Linked DNA regions of Danio rerio: region 1 is linked to region 2. A link is a contact called in public HiCAR-type data. All regions are on one chromosome and are shown on one strand. Each heading gives the region's core, a stretch centred on a gene start, on an enhancer-like site or on the middle of the called end of the contact. The rest is flanking DNA. Distances are from core to core; before and after follow the strand shown.

Region 1 (5,982 bases), core at 772-3,271, 340 kb before region 2:
ATCACAAAAAATAGTGTGATTTAGAGCTACTGTATCTAGTCACAAAATTACAAAATAATAATTTAATATTCTTTATGAATAAATGAAACAAATAATAACATTAAAAGACACAAACAGTACCTAATCAAACCAGAACGTTCAAGAAGTCCAGTTTTTACAAAAGTGTACAATATATTTTCAAATATGACACTTGATTTATTGTTTGTTGCTTAGAATAAATGTTTAATATTTCTTGTGTTTATAAAATATTCTACAAATGTGAAAGAAAACCATTATTTTATTTTTAAAGCATTTATTTTATTTAGCTAATCTTGAATGTATGTCAAAACATATTACTATGTTATAAAGCTGATACTTATTAAAAAAACTATGAATTATAACGAAAAGTGAAAAATATAACCCACCAAAATCAAATGTAGTATTTTATTACAAATATCTGTTATTATTACGTTATTAGATAATTAGTTTTTAATGAATATATATATATATATATATATATATATATATATATATATATATATATATATATATATATATATATATATATATAGTTTATAAGGAAATAAGAGTATATTTAAGAAAAACATTAATTTGTGAATAGCCATGGGACAATAACAGGTTTCAAAGTACAACGCAGTTTGGAAAAGTCAATGATTTAAAACCGCCAAAGTTTTCTGTTATACCGTTCCTACGGTGTTTGTACGGTTTTTATTTACGTGTTTTTTTTTTGTTTGTTTTTTTTAGGACAACAGTATCTCCAGAAGAAAAACATTTGCGAAGATGTCTTTTCAAGTTGTAAAGAAATCAGTGTTTTGAAACTAATGAAAACAGCAGAAGTCAATGATTCATTTCAATAATTTAGGACACGTTTACTTTTCCAAAATATTTTAAATGTTTCTCAAAATAAACTATATTGTGTTCAAACTAGGTGGAAAAGTTTTAGTTGTTCACCCAGACATTTAAAAACTTATTTTAGAGCACTAATAATACTGTGAAACTGTGATAATTTTATCCAAAGTTCTCATACCGTCAGAATCTTATACCGACCTATGCCTATTTGTGAAGCATAAAGTATACAGTAAGGGGGTCTTAAAACTATTTCTGGTTAATACAACATTCACCTGAGGTATGATTACAGTTAATGCACTGCAGCTACTGCATTTTACTTTATAGTTTCTACCATTAATATAATTTGTTTTACCATTTATGAATTACAACACCATGGTACAGCATCATATATTCCACTTAAAAGCATTGTGAATTATTTACTACATTCATTAAACTCACAATATAAATAGTTATAAAATGTTTTAAATACAATAAATAAATTTACAAATTAAATATTTGTATAAAAAATAAACATTAAAAAACTCATATGCTACATTTTATTTCATATATATACTTTAAATTATTGTTATTTATTTATATAAAAAAATATATATACACATTTTTTTAAAGAAATCATGACTTTATACTTTAATGCACTGATTTGTTTTATATAAGTTATATGTATTACAAATCGGGGGCAGCATGGTACAGTTTAAGATGCCGTACTGCAATATGCATTATGTTAAGCGTTATTAATAAGTGTATTATCATAACATGATGTACTCCAGAGAAATTCAAATATTGTCATGGCACAAAATACAACGTACGTCGTAAATGGCTCTTACAGAGTCATTTTAGCTGACATCCGTTTACTATGGTACATTTCTGTATCAAATACCAGAGCTATTTAGTTTTCATATTTAGGCTGTTTCCCCAAGAGTACTAGATTTACTAAACAAGAAACTTACTTCCAAATGACGCCAGTCTATCCATGTTGTAAATGAATGATGGGATCTGGAAAATGTAAAACCTTCCTCCTCCTCTTCCACTCGTTTGGAAAAAAATTGAGATCTTTCTGTGATTTGTGCTGAATTAAACTGGGCGGTTGTACCGATTATGCCTCGTCGTTAAAAAGCAAAGAATAAAAACATAATCTTATGCTCTGTTTAACACATTATTGAGAATGTAAACACAGTGCTTCTGCTCGATCTGTGCAGCTCAGTGAACAACATTAGGAGGGGAAGTGACGTTCTTCCACAGCGCCCCTCAGCGGCACCTGCGCGATACATACATACATGAATATGTGACAGACTCGCGAGCTCAGCCTTTCTACAGTGAGGTCAAGATCTCTCAAGTGACTTTTAATAATCATCTACAGTATAACTGATAGCCTACTTTACACTGGACACTTGAGGAATATCAGACCAGATATTTCGTTTTCATCACTTTCCCACCTGTAAATCATCGTAAGTATTTTTTTACGGATTCATTTCTCATAGTTTTATAAGAGGCGTTCAACTCATAGATATTTATAATTGATATCTATTATATAATGTCGATGGTTCAGCTTCAGGATGATCCTGTTTTTATACATTATTTAGTATTAATAGATTACTATGAAAGTTAGAATTATTATTATGATTATTATTATTATTAGGTTATTACATTGATATATAAATTACATAATTATAATTTTTACTTTTACTTTCCTTTGGCCTTTTCCTTGCTTTAGCGTGGTTACCACAGCGAAATGAACCGTCAATATCTTAATTTTATGAAATTTCATTTTTCCTTTTGTTAATGTTGGTTATTGTATTTACTAACATGAGCAAATGAGGAAATGCTAATGAACAACAGATTTATTACAGTACTTGTTCCTCTTTTTTAACGTTTGTTAATGACAATAAAGTTGTTCATTGTTAGTCAACGTAACTCACAGTGCACTGACTAATATTAACAAGCACAACTTTAGATTTTAATAATGTTGAACTCGGTCGAGGCAGTGACGCAGTAGGTAGTGCTGTCGCCTCACAGCAAGAAGGTCGCTGGGTCGAACAGTTGGCGTTTCTGTGTGGAGTTTGCATGTTCTCCATGTCTTAGCGTGGGTTTCCTTCGGGTGCTCCGGATTCCCCCACAGTCCAAAGACATGCGGTACAGATGAATTGGGTAAGCTAAATTGTCCGTAGTGTATGAGTGTGTGTGTGTGAATGTGTGTGTGGATGTTTCCCAGAAATGGGTTGCAGATGGAAGGGCATCCGCTGCGTAAAAACTTGCTGGATAAGTTGGCAGTTCATTCCGCTGTGGCGACCCCGGATTAATAAAGGGACTAAGCCGACAAGAAAATGAATGAATGAATAATGTTGAACTCAAAAAATGCCATACAGATTTGATAATGCTTAGTTCATGTTAGTAAATGCATTAACAAACATTAACTAACAGACCATTATTTTGAAGTATCACCCTGATATTTTTAGTTATGCACACTTTTATGTATTGTCCATTTAGCTTTTTAAATTAATTGAATTTAGGAAAAGATAACATTTACTCTGTCTCTTAACCTCTGAAAAAAAAAACACTGTATTTAAGTCCATTTATTCTTGTTGTTATTATAAATTGTGAAAAAATCATCCAACCGTTTTAAATTCATGATTGAGCTATTCCAGCGTTATGGATGTGACTTTTGCAAAACATAAATTCACAGAGAAACTGTTAACGTGTTTATATTTTCCAAAACAACTAACCACAGAGTAATGGGATCAGAAAAACATCGATCTGTAAACATTTTTTAGATCTTAAATGAGGGAAATAAACATGCGTTATGGATGATGAAAAAAGTTAGTGAGTTTACAGCATTCGACATACTTTGTAGAAATTCTGTGAATTAAACTGCACACCCCAAAATAAACAATGCTAATCGTAAGGATAAGAGTTGGCTTACTATAGGAAATAAAAAATACTGATTTTATTAATTGCAATGAGAAAAAAAATGGTTATGGATGTGAAAGATTTGTAATATCCACTTGTATGACTTTGGTAAATCAAATGTAAAACATTAACGAGATATTTTTGAGTGTTTCTAAAGTACTGTAAAATACTTGCTTCCACAAATAAATTTAGAAATGGTTGCTATTTTGGTGAAAACTATTTTTTTTTTCATAGCAAAGTTGACATTTGAATGGAATTGCTCGATTGTAAATTTAAAAGCACAAATGTGAAACTGCTAGTTTACAATGAGTATGCAAATTTTATTTAGAAAGACTTCTCCCATATTGGAGCAGTCAATGATGGTCCATGAATGGTTTGCTGCACAATGTTGTGGCATCTTGAAAAACTAATTTCAAATTTATTTTTAGTGATTTCATGTTTTAGTGGTTAGTTTAAATATTTAACACTTCAAGATGATAGACATATTGACATCAGAGTCTTAGGACATACAAACTCTGGGCACACATATACAGTATTTAAAGTAAAACACACAGTATTTAAAGTAAAACACATGCAATATGATGGAATAGTCTTCATTGTCTTCAAAATAAAAGAGCCAATGGGACTTTTAATGCACAGGGACTTTTAATTTTCAGTAAGTCAACTTAAGAGCTTCCGGTGAACTGCCATGGCATTACAAAATAGTCACGTTTAAGATTTGATTTCTTAAAAATAATCTATGATCTTCTTTACTGCCTAATTGAGATACGATATAAAGTGGGCCTTAGACCAAACAAGAAGCACTAAATAGGGTATATGCAGAGCTAGTATTTCTTCCCATACCCATAAACTTCCGGTGAACGGTTAATGTGACTTTTTTTCAATTTTACACAGTTCCTTTTACAGCATCAATGTTGTAATGTAATTAAAATCGATATGTTAAATAGAGTTCAGCATTCATTTAGTTGTTGAAGCGGAAACCGAGATGAAAAGCTGTTTACATGCACGCACCCATCAGGATCAGCAGGCAAGCACAGAAACACCATTGGAAACACTTGAGTAAAACAAATTAAAATATTTTAAAGACATGACATGGGAAAATGTAATTTAATTCAGTGCTTCTTGTACAGTCTGAGGCCCATTTTACAACGTATATCATTTAGGAAGTGAAGATCGTTCATTTTTAAAGAAAACAGACCATAAACATACCGATTTTGTAATAGCATACTGTTCACTGGAAGCGTTTGACCCAGGTTACTGACAAATTAAAAGTCCTTCAGCATGTTTCTGCATTCAGTATACCCTATTGCATTACATTGTTCCACACCATGTCTATCAAATATGACAATATATTTTACCACAGTATTTTCATTTGAGTTTCTCTGCTTGCCTGCTGCTCCTGCAGCGCATGTGTTAAACATTTAAATGGCCTTTTATCTCGTTTTATGCCTCAACAACTAAATAAATGCTTAAGTCTATTTAACTGATTAGATTTTAATTAAATTACATTATCAGTGCTGTAAAAGGAACCTTATGAAATTGAATATACTATAGTCAGATTAACCATTCAATGGAAGTTTATTGGTGGCTGAAAAACACTTGTTGCATGTATAGCCCATTGCAAATTGACTTTTTTGTCAGTGCAGCAGCTGTTGGAAGCTCCAGCTGTGACAGAAACCATCAATGAGAGGTGCAGGACTGCACTTGTGCACTAGCTGATCTGGTCTGAATAACTTGTTTGACCATTACTTTCTTTCAGAGAGAATCCAGCTGGTGTCAAAATGCCAGCAGAGGTCACTAATGAAACATTACAAAATAAATGCCTTTGGTTTGCTCAAATGGTCACCCATTCCTGACAACTGACTACTTATTTTCACATACCAATGTCGACAGGTATGGTCTTGTCATGTGGGAAACACGTTGATTTGTGTAAAGCAGTGTGAAATGTCAAATTAATAACACAGCATATTAGAACAGTTCTCAGGCTTTTTATTTGATTTTTAATTATAAACAATGAACATGAACAACCAAGGATGATAGCCTATAATACCATTGTAAAGACCATTACTTGGAGCCTTTTCAACAGGGTAAACTCAATTTTACATCTTTCTTGATCTAATCACAACAAAGGATCCCAGTTAAATAGTACCAATGGATTACGCAACGCAATTAACTCCCAAACTAGACTTCTAATGGCCAGCATTCCTCCCTCTTCTCCCAGGTCTCTTC
Region 2 (6,582 bases), core at 1,809-4,308:
TCTTACTTCCTCAAAGCCCGACTGCAGTAAAATCATGTAAAGTGACTTTTGTAGCATGGGACAGGATTGTTATTTGTATTATGAAGTGTTTCATTTATATTATTAAGTTGTTTATTCGTGTTTTTTGAAAACGTGAAACAGACTTTCTGCTTTTCAATGCATACGCTCTAGAGATGGATGTCACCACCAATATCAAGAACTACGCCCTTGACAGACAGCCTAAAAAGCACTAGTAGCACGAAAATAGATTGTAGTAGATTAAATGTTAAAACAGCTTGCCATATGTAGGGGTCTCCGATGTGCTGGACAGCAGCCAAGTGATTTCTGCGCAACATTTTCTCTGTTAAAATGCAAAAACATGAATAATGTCAAGGTTTCGATGTGTTTTTAGAATTGACCAATAACCTAATTAGAGTATGTGAGTGGGACTAACTAATAGGAGGATGCCCTTTCCTTATGCCTTCGCATTATCACATAAAATGAGCCCAGCACTGGAGTTATACTACTAAAGAAATTTCCGCGATATCAGCAAATTGCAAACAGATGTGCCGGATTCAGAAAGACTGGTTAAACGTGCAGGTTTAGAGTCACTCCATTTTGCCCTAATAATAAGACATATTTCACACAATGTGGTTCTTTCACTCACCATTGTGGTTGAGCAGGCTAATGAAATTTATAGCAGTGAAAATCAATATAAATAATCAGAAAAATAAATAATCAGGAATTGGTTAAATAAATATTAACAAAGAGTAACAATTACACACAACGGTTAAACTTTCTTCTTAAAGTAGGTTTGCACTAACTTTGATTTATTAAATTTGACTTTTGCTCGCTTAATTATTAATATTTTTCAGTGCATTGCTTTTTTATGCTGGAGGGGGAAAAGCCTAAGCAATATTAACAGTTATATTGTGCAAAGTGGATAAACATGTTTCCATTGCACTGCAACTAATTTTGTAGGACTATAGCCTTATCCACACAATCCAAAGATCTAACCCGTAATTTTCATGCAAATACATGTAATTTACGCAGTTTTAAGCTTAAATGTCAAGATTTAAAGGGTTTTTTGTTACATGTAATGTTACCAGAAATTAGGTAGGCTAAATGTGTGCAAAAAATAAACAATTCGTCAGGTATGTGGAGCACGGAGTGATTAGTATCCTGGCACAAGTTTTTAATAATACAAGGGACGGATTTTCTAACAATGTCGCATGTTGCCTCTGGTGATTTTACATCAGTTGTTTCCTCCCCCACCAATCCGATTTCTTTGCCAAAGCCCACTGTTGGGGGACTTTCTGAAAGCCGCGACCGTAAATATTTTGCATTTGTACTTACACATGCTCAATCCCTCTTTTATATGATACTTCAGTTTTTTTTTTTTTTTTTTTTTTTTGTAAAACCCTTTAAACGGTTTACACCAAATATTATTAGGTAGGCTATACAGGCAAAATATGATAAAATATTTACATATTTTAAATAGTAGCCTAATAATAAATATATTTTTGTTTCTCTGAAAGAAATGCAGCAACAGAATTATCACAATATTTTATTGCTTGCTCGCAACAATCATGTACAATTTCAAACATATTTACTTATAAACAAACGTGCATTCTCTTCTCAAATTCCGCCTGTTCGCTTTCCTGGCGCCTGCATCTGTTAAGAGTCCGAACATTAAGATCCATGTAACCATAGGAAAAGACACTGACTGATGTTCTGTATAACTACATGGAGATCTTGATTGGTCTGCACTGAAAAAGCCCACTGTTCCAAATTAGGTCACTACCCATTTCTTTTGTGAAATTAGAATGCCCAATCTCGTTGGGTCGGAAGAATCACCCCATCTCTTGTTACTATGGAAAGCGCCAAAGGAACCTCCTCCTTGCTGCGTCACCAAAGAAAAAATCTCGAGGTGTGGGGAGCGATGGGGTTACTAGCGGTCAGACACACAGATATCCATTACATCTATCCCATTATGAACATATTCGCATGCATGTGCAATAACGATTTGATTAAAAGGAGCATGCATTAATAAGGGTTTTGCATTTTGTTAAGAAATATTCTATTATATTATTGTCATAGATACAGAATTTTTTTTCGCACTTGAGGAATTTAAAAGGATCGAAAGTACTTGAAAATATGTGATTTCAGTATTATGCTATATATTTTAATGGCATTTAAAACAAAACATATAGGCCTACGCTGTGAGATAGAGAGCCTGTTTTACATAGTGGTAAATGGAGTATTCAATACAGATCATAATGAAAATTCATCGAGGAACGAATTGGTGCAATCTTTAAGCGTTCTCGGACTTTAACTTTTGTGGTATAAAACAAAACATGCAATTTTACGCATGGTACAGTTTTAACGAATATCCATGTGAATGAAGGCTTTTATAATATTTTCCCACATTTTTCGAGTGCCTTGGACTGATTTAAAAACCCGACTTTTAAAATAAATGTTCTAAAAGTGAATTTTATATTAAAGCCACGAAAAACATCTTTAAATTCTCATTTCTGTGAATTTTTTTTCTAAAAAAATTTCAAGAACAGTTTTTTCACTATAAAGAATCTTTTGCGCAATGAAAGATAGTTAAATTTGTACTCTTTTAATGGGAAAAACGACCTTTTATTTATTTTAAATCACTTTTCCCACATCTCAATATTTTCTTGTTTAATTTCTACATTATGCTTCTATTTGCCTTGAATACTTTTTGCGTTCAGTATGATGTTTTATTTTGTGCTTAATCAGAAAAATAATAAAATAATACAAAATGTGATTCTAAAAATGCATCGAATTGGAATAAAGCAATAAAACATCCATTTGCCATGCAAAATTCCTCTTAGAAATTAAGAGCATTTGCCCTTTAGGGTTTTACACACGCATAAAGTGTCCATTTGGAAATCACTGCACATTGTTCACTTGCCATAAAGACGCCAGGAGGAGGAAACAGATGCACAAGGGGTATTCAAGTTCACTGGAGGAGGAAAGAGTTAATTAAATGACAGACCCCTCCCATTATTGACTGGCAATATATTAATAGGCAGTGTGAAAGAAGCCGGCAGTCGCTGGTCAGGACTCAGGAGAGCTTGCGGTGCTGTCTGACGCTCTGTGGTGCTGAAAGTGCCGCCCGCCGCGATGTGGTCCGTGTTTTTCGTTTTTCTGTCTTATCTAGACAGAAACTTTGTTAAAGGAGAGTTCTTGAGCCAGACTTTAGATGCCGAAAAGGAGAGCAAGGAGCTCTTTTACATGCTCAACAACACTCTTTGCGCCAAAAGTTCAGTTGTAGGAGAGTACCACCTCCATCAGGTCACCGATGGGGCAGAAGAGGTCCGCTCTGTGCATGACTCCGAGGGGCGCCTGCTCGACTGCTCAGTCATCCAAAACCAAATGCAGGTCAAATCCTTTATGCATGTCTGCAGACTTGGCCTAAGAAACCAAATGAGCTCCGACCTGAAGATGAGCTTGACTGGGGTGTCCGAAGCGAAGGCGAACTGTAACAAGCTGAGATCAAAAGGAGCCAAGAATGTGATACCGACGACAAAACAAGTGAAAGAGGCGAGCAACAAGAAGACGCGAACCAAGCGAGGCTTCACTTATCCTGGCACTCTTTGGTGTGGTGCTGGAAACATCGCAGATCATTATGAGCAGCTGGGTGAGTTGACTAAGCTACTTATTTGTGCATTATAATTATCATTTTAATCTCGGACTTTAGTTTTAGAAGGGTGATTATCAAGTTTCATTTGATCTATTTTTTTCCCAGGCGAGTTCGAAGAGACTGACAGATGTTGCCGCGTTCACGATCACTGCCCATATGTCATCCATGCGTTCTCCTCCAACTATGGATATACCAACTTTAAATGGCACTCACTCAGCCATTGTGACTGCGACAATGCGTAAGTTGAATGTGTACGAGCTGTGTGTAATCAAATTTACTAATGCCGCTGTTATTACAACATACTTTATGATGGGACATATTAATTACCATATTTTAAAATGACTCTTTCGTGCACTGTAAACAATATGATCAATTAATCCTGACAGCATATGTTTTTAACTAATTAATTAAAAGTTAATCGTGTTTTAACTTGATTGTAAAGTTACACAAGCTGTTCTAAGTCAGTTTAACATAATATAAGTTGAATAGACTCATAAGTTGAATAGACTCATATATATATTTTTTTTTTACAGTGTGGATGGAGAACAGGGGGATTTAGTTATGAGAAATCCTGACGCTAACTACCTACAATGAAAAATAAACATTTTAAGGACAATATATTGTTATAGGAAGATATTTTGGATGGTTTTAATTGGCATTGGATGTTTCATAAAGAGTCTTTAACATCAACTGAGGCTTTTTACTGCATAATAGATTCTTTATGGTGTTACTGTAGATTAAAACTTTCTTTACTCTTACAAAAATTGTTATTTTAGGAACCATTCTCTAAAACAGACATGCCCAAACTAGGGCCCGCTGGCCAAAGTTGGCATGGTAACCTTTGATTTGGCCCCCCTTCCCATCTGAAAGAGGTTTAGATGTACAATTTTATTTCTTTGTTTTACTGTTAAGCTACAAAAAAGGCTATCTGAAATTAAAAGTTTCAATTGAAATGTAAGGTAATCAGATTTAGTTTGAAATGTACATAAAACGGATAGAGGACAATGCAGAGACTTTGGTGAGTGAATCAAGGCAAAGGCAGATTCTGCTTGGCTAGTGTGTTCAGCATTGAACTCCACTGTGTTATAAATATGATTGTTTATGTTTTATTGCAATAAGTTATCATTTAAAAATTGATTTTGCATTAGTTAATACAATTCAAAGTATAGTTTTCTATTTTTTTAATCATATGAAAAAAATTATATGAATTAGGAAATTACCCATGGCAGGTTATATAATGGTATATTTATCTTCGGCCCACGGCTATCAATGAGATTTGGTGTTTGGCTCTTCATACAAAAAAGTTTGTATGCCTGTTCTAAAAGGTTATTTGAGGAAACCAAAATGGTTCATTTATTGTGTTGCTGCTGCAAAAAAAATATAAAACAAAATAAATACATACATATTTGCAGTATTTATTAATAGTGTAGGTTAAACCAAAACTAAATGAATAAGTTAAATCAGGTAGAACAAAAAGAGTTGGAGTGTTTTCAAATAAAATTGATATTAGCTAATCTATATTTAAAAAGCTTTAAAGAAATCTGATATTTTCAAGCCATCTTCATATTTATACAGACTTTTATATCTGCCTCTTTCAGCTTAAAAGAATGCCTGAGGCTCGTCAATGACACCTCCTCCCGAGTGGTTGGACAAGCTTTCTTTAATGTGATCGAAGTGCCTTGCTTCGAGTTTTCATTTGAAGAGCAGTGTGTTGAGCGCCACTGGTATGGTGTGTAAGTATCAAATCGATTTAATATTTAGGATTAAACTCAAGCATACCCTTGAAAAAACATTCATGAAACTTTTGTTTGTCCTCTCTATCATGAAGGTGTAAAAAGTATGAAAGAGTTCCTGTTGCAGTGATTAAAGAATCAATCCCGTATGACTTCGGGGGTATTGATGTCATTGACGTACTGACTCTCGCTCCTCTCAAGGGAAAGCAGTCAGACAAAGAGATGCAGAACAAGACTGAAAGCACAACAGAGTCAACGTTCCCAAAGACCACGAGTCCCGAGGAGCCCTCGCTTACAAATGTGGTGACGGCCGCAGAGGATTTCATTAAAGTGCTCGCCACAGTCTCCACCTCTCAAAGCTCATCCACAGATGCAGGGAAAGGAGAAACTCAGACGTCAGAGAAGAAGAAGAAGAAAACCTCTGGCAAAAAGAAAAAGGAGAACAAGAAGAAAAGGGGCAAGGGTAAAGGCAGGAAGAAGAATAAAAAACTTGATGCTGTGTTAAAAGTCGATGAAGGTGCGTCCGGTGCGACAAATCCAAATGAAGAAGTCATGGGTAAGAACAACTACATGGAGGAAACACCAAACACAAATCAATTAAGCGTAAAAGAAAACAATTTCATGAACAGCGAGCTAGACGCAGTAGGAAATGGGGCGCTTTCTAATAAGATGATGAGGGATGATCCTCAAAGGTCGAATGATAATCGGGATGCTGATCAATCCTTAGTGAAGACTGGTAAAGATCCAGAGATTCTTGAGTACAGGCAAGTAAATGACACTGAGTTGGTTTCTCCCTCACCTAGAGATCACATTACCCCCGCCAGCCGTGAAAAGAACAGAGCCAAGCTAAGACAAAGAGGCGGAAAGAAAAAGCAAAGAAAAAACAATCCTTCCACAGAAGTTTCCCAAGCTTATTTCAAAGAAGAAACACTTTCAGTAAGTGCGCCCGAAGGTGCTAGCCTTGCAACATCAACCACAGAGAGCCCCATTACACTGGAGGTGACACAAAGTACACAGTACACGGACGAAAAGGGACTAGTAGGAACACCTGTTAAATCCAAAACACCAAGGCAGAGAGAGGGAAGAAAGAGACAAAGGAAAGTCATTGCTTCCTCTAACGAAGAACTCCCTCGTGAATCTACCTCTGAAGACCCTCTATTGTCCACAAGCACTGTTGAACCGACTGACTTGCAA

Evidence for each region. HiCAR-type assays count read pairs that join an accessible place to other places.
Region 1: a HiCAR-type map of caudal fin shows a contact between it and region 2, with 5 times the contacts expected there. The contact joins the promoter of tada2a here to the promoter of proca1 in region 2. A contact is called at or near these places in 2 of 4 datasets of contacts at active chromatin or transcription factors (caudal fin and embryo).

Annotation. Positions count from the first base shown.
Region 1 is chr15:18,212,779-18,218,760 of GRCz12tu, reverse strand. tada2a (transcriptional adaptor 2A) reads right to left here and starts at 2,021. Exons shown (of 14, transcript NM_001077141.1): 1 at 1,797-2,021. The coding sequence starts at 1,821. It overlaps si:ch211-33e4.2 (a long non-coding RNA gene), which reads right to left. Exons shown (of 4, transcript NR_170081.1): 4 at 5,722-5,982. It also overlaps a transcript of rab34a not described here.
Region 2 is chr15:17,876,211-17,882,792 of GRCz12tu, reverse strand. It overlaps proca1 (protein interacting with cyclin A1), which reads left to right and starts at 3,058. Exons shown (of 4, transcript XM_009291571.5): 1 at 3,058-3,652; 2 at 3,761-3,893; 3 at 5,254-5,388; 4 at 5,484-6,582. The coding sequence starts at 3,136. The region is part of intron 2 of LOC141377804 (a long non-coding RNA gene); the gene reads left to right.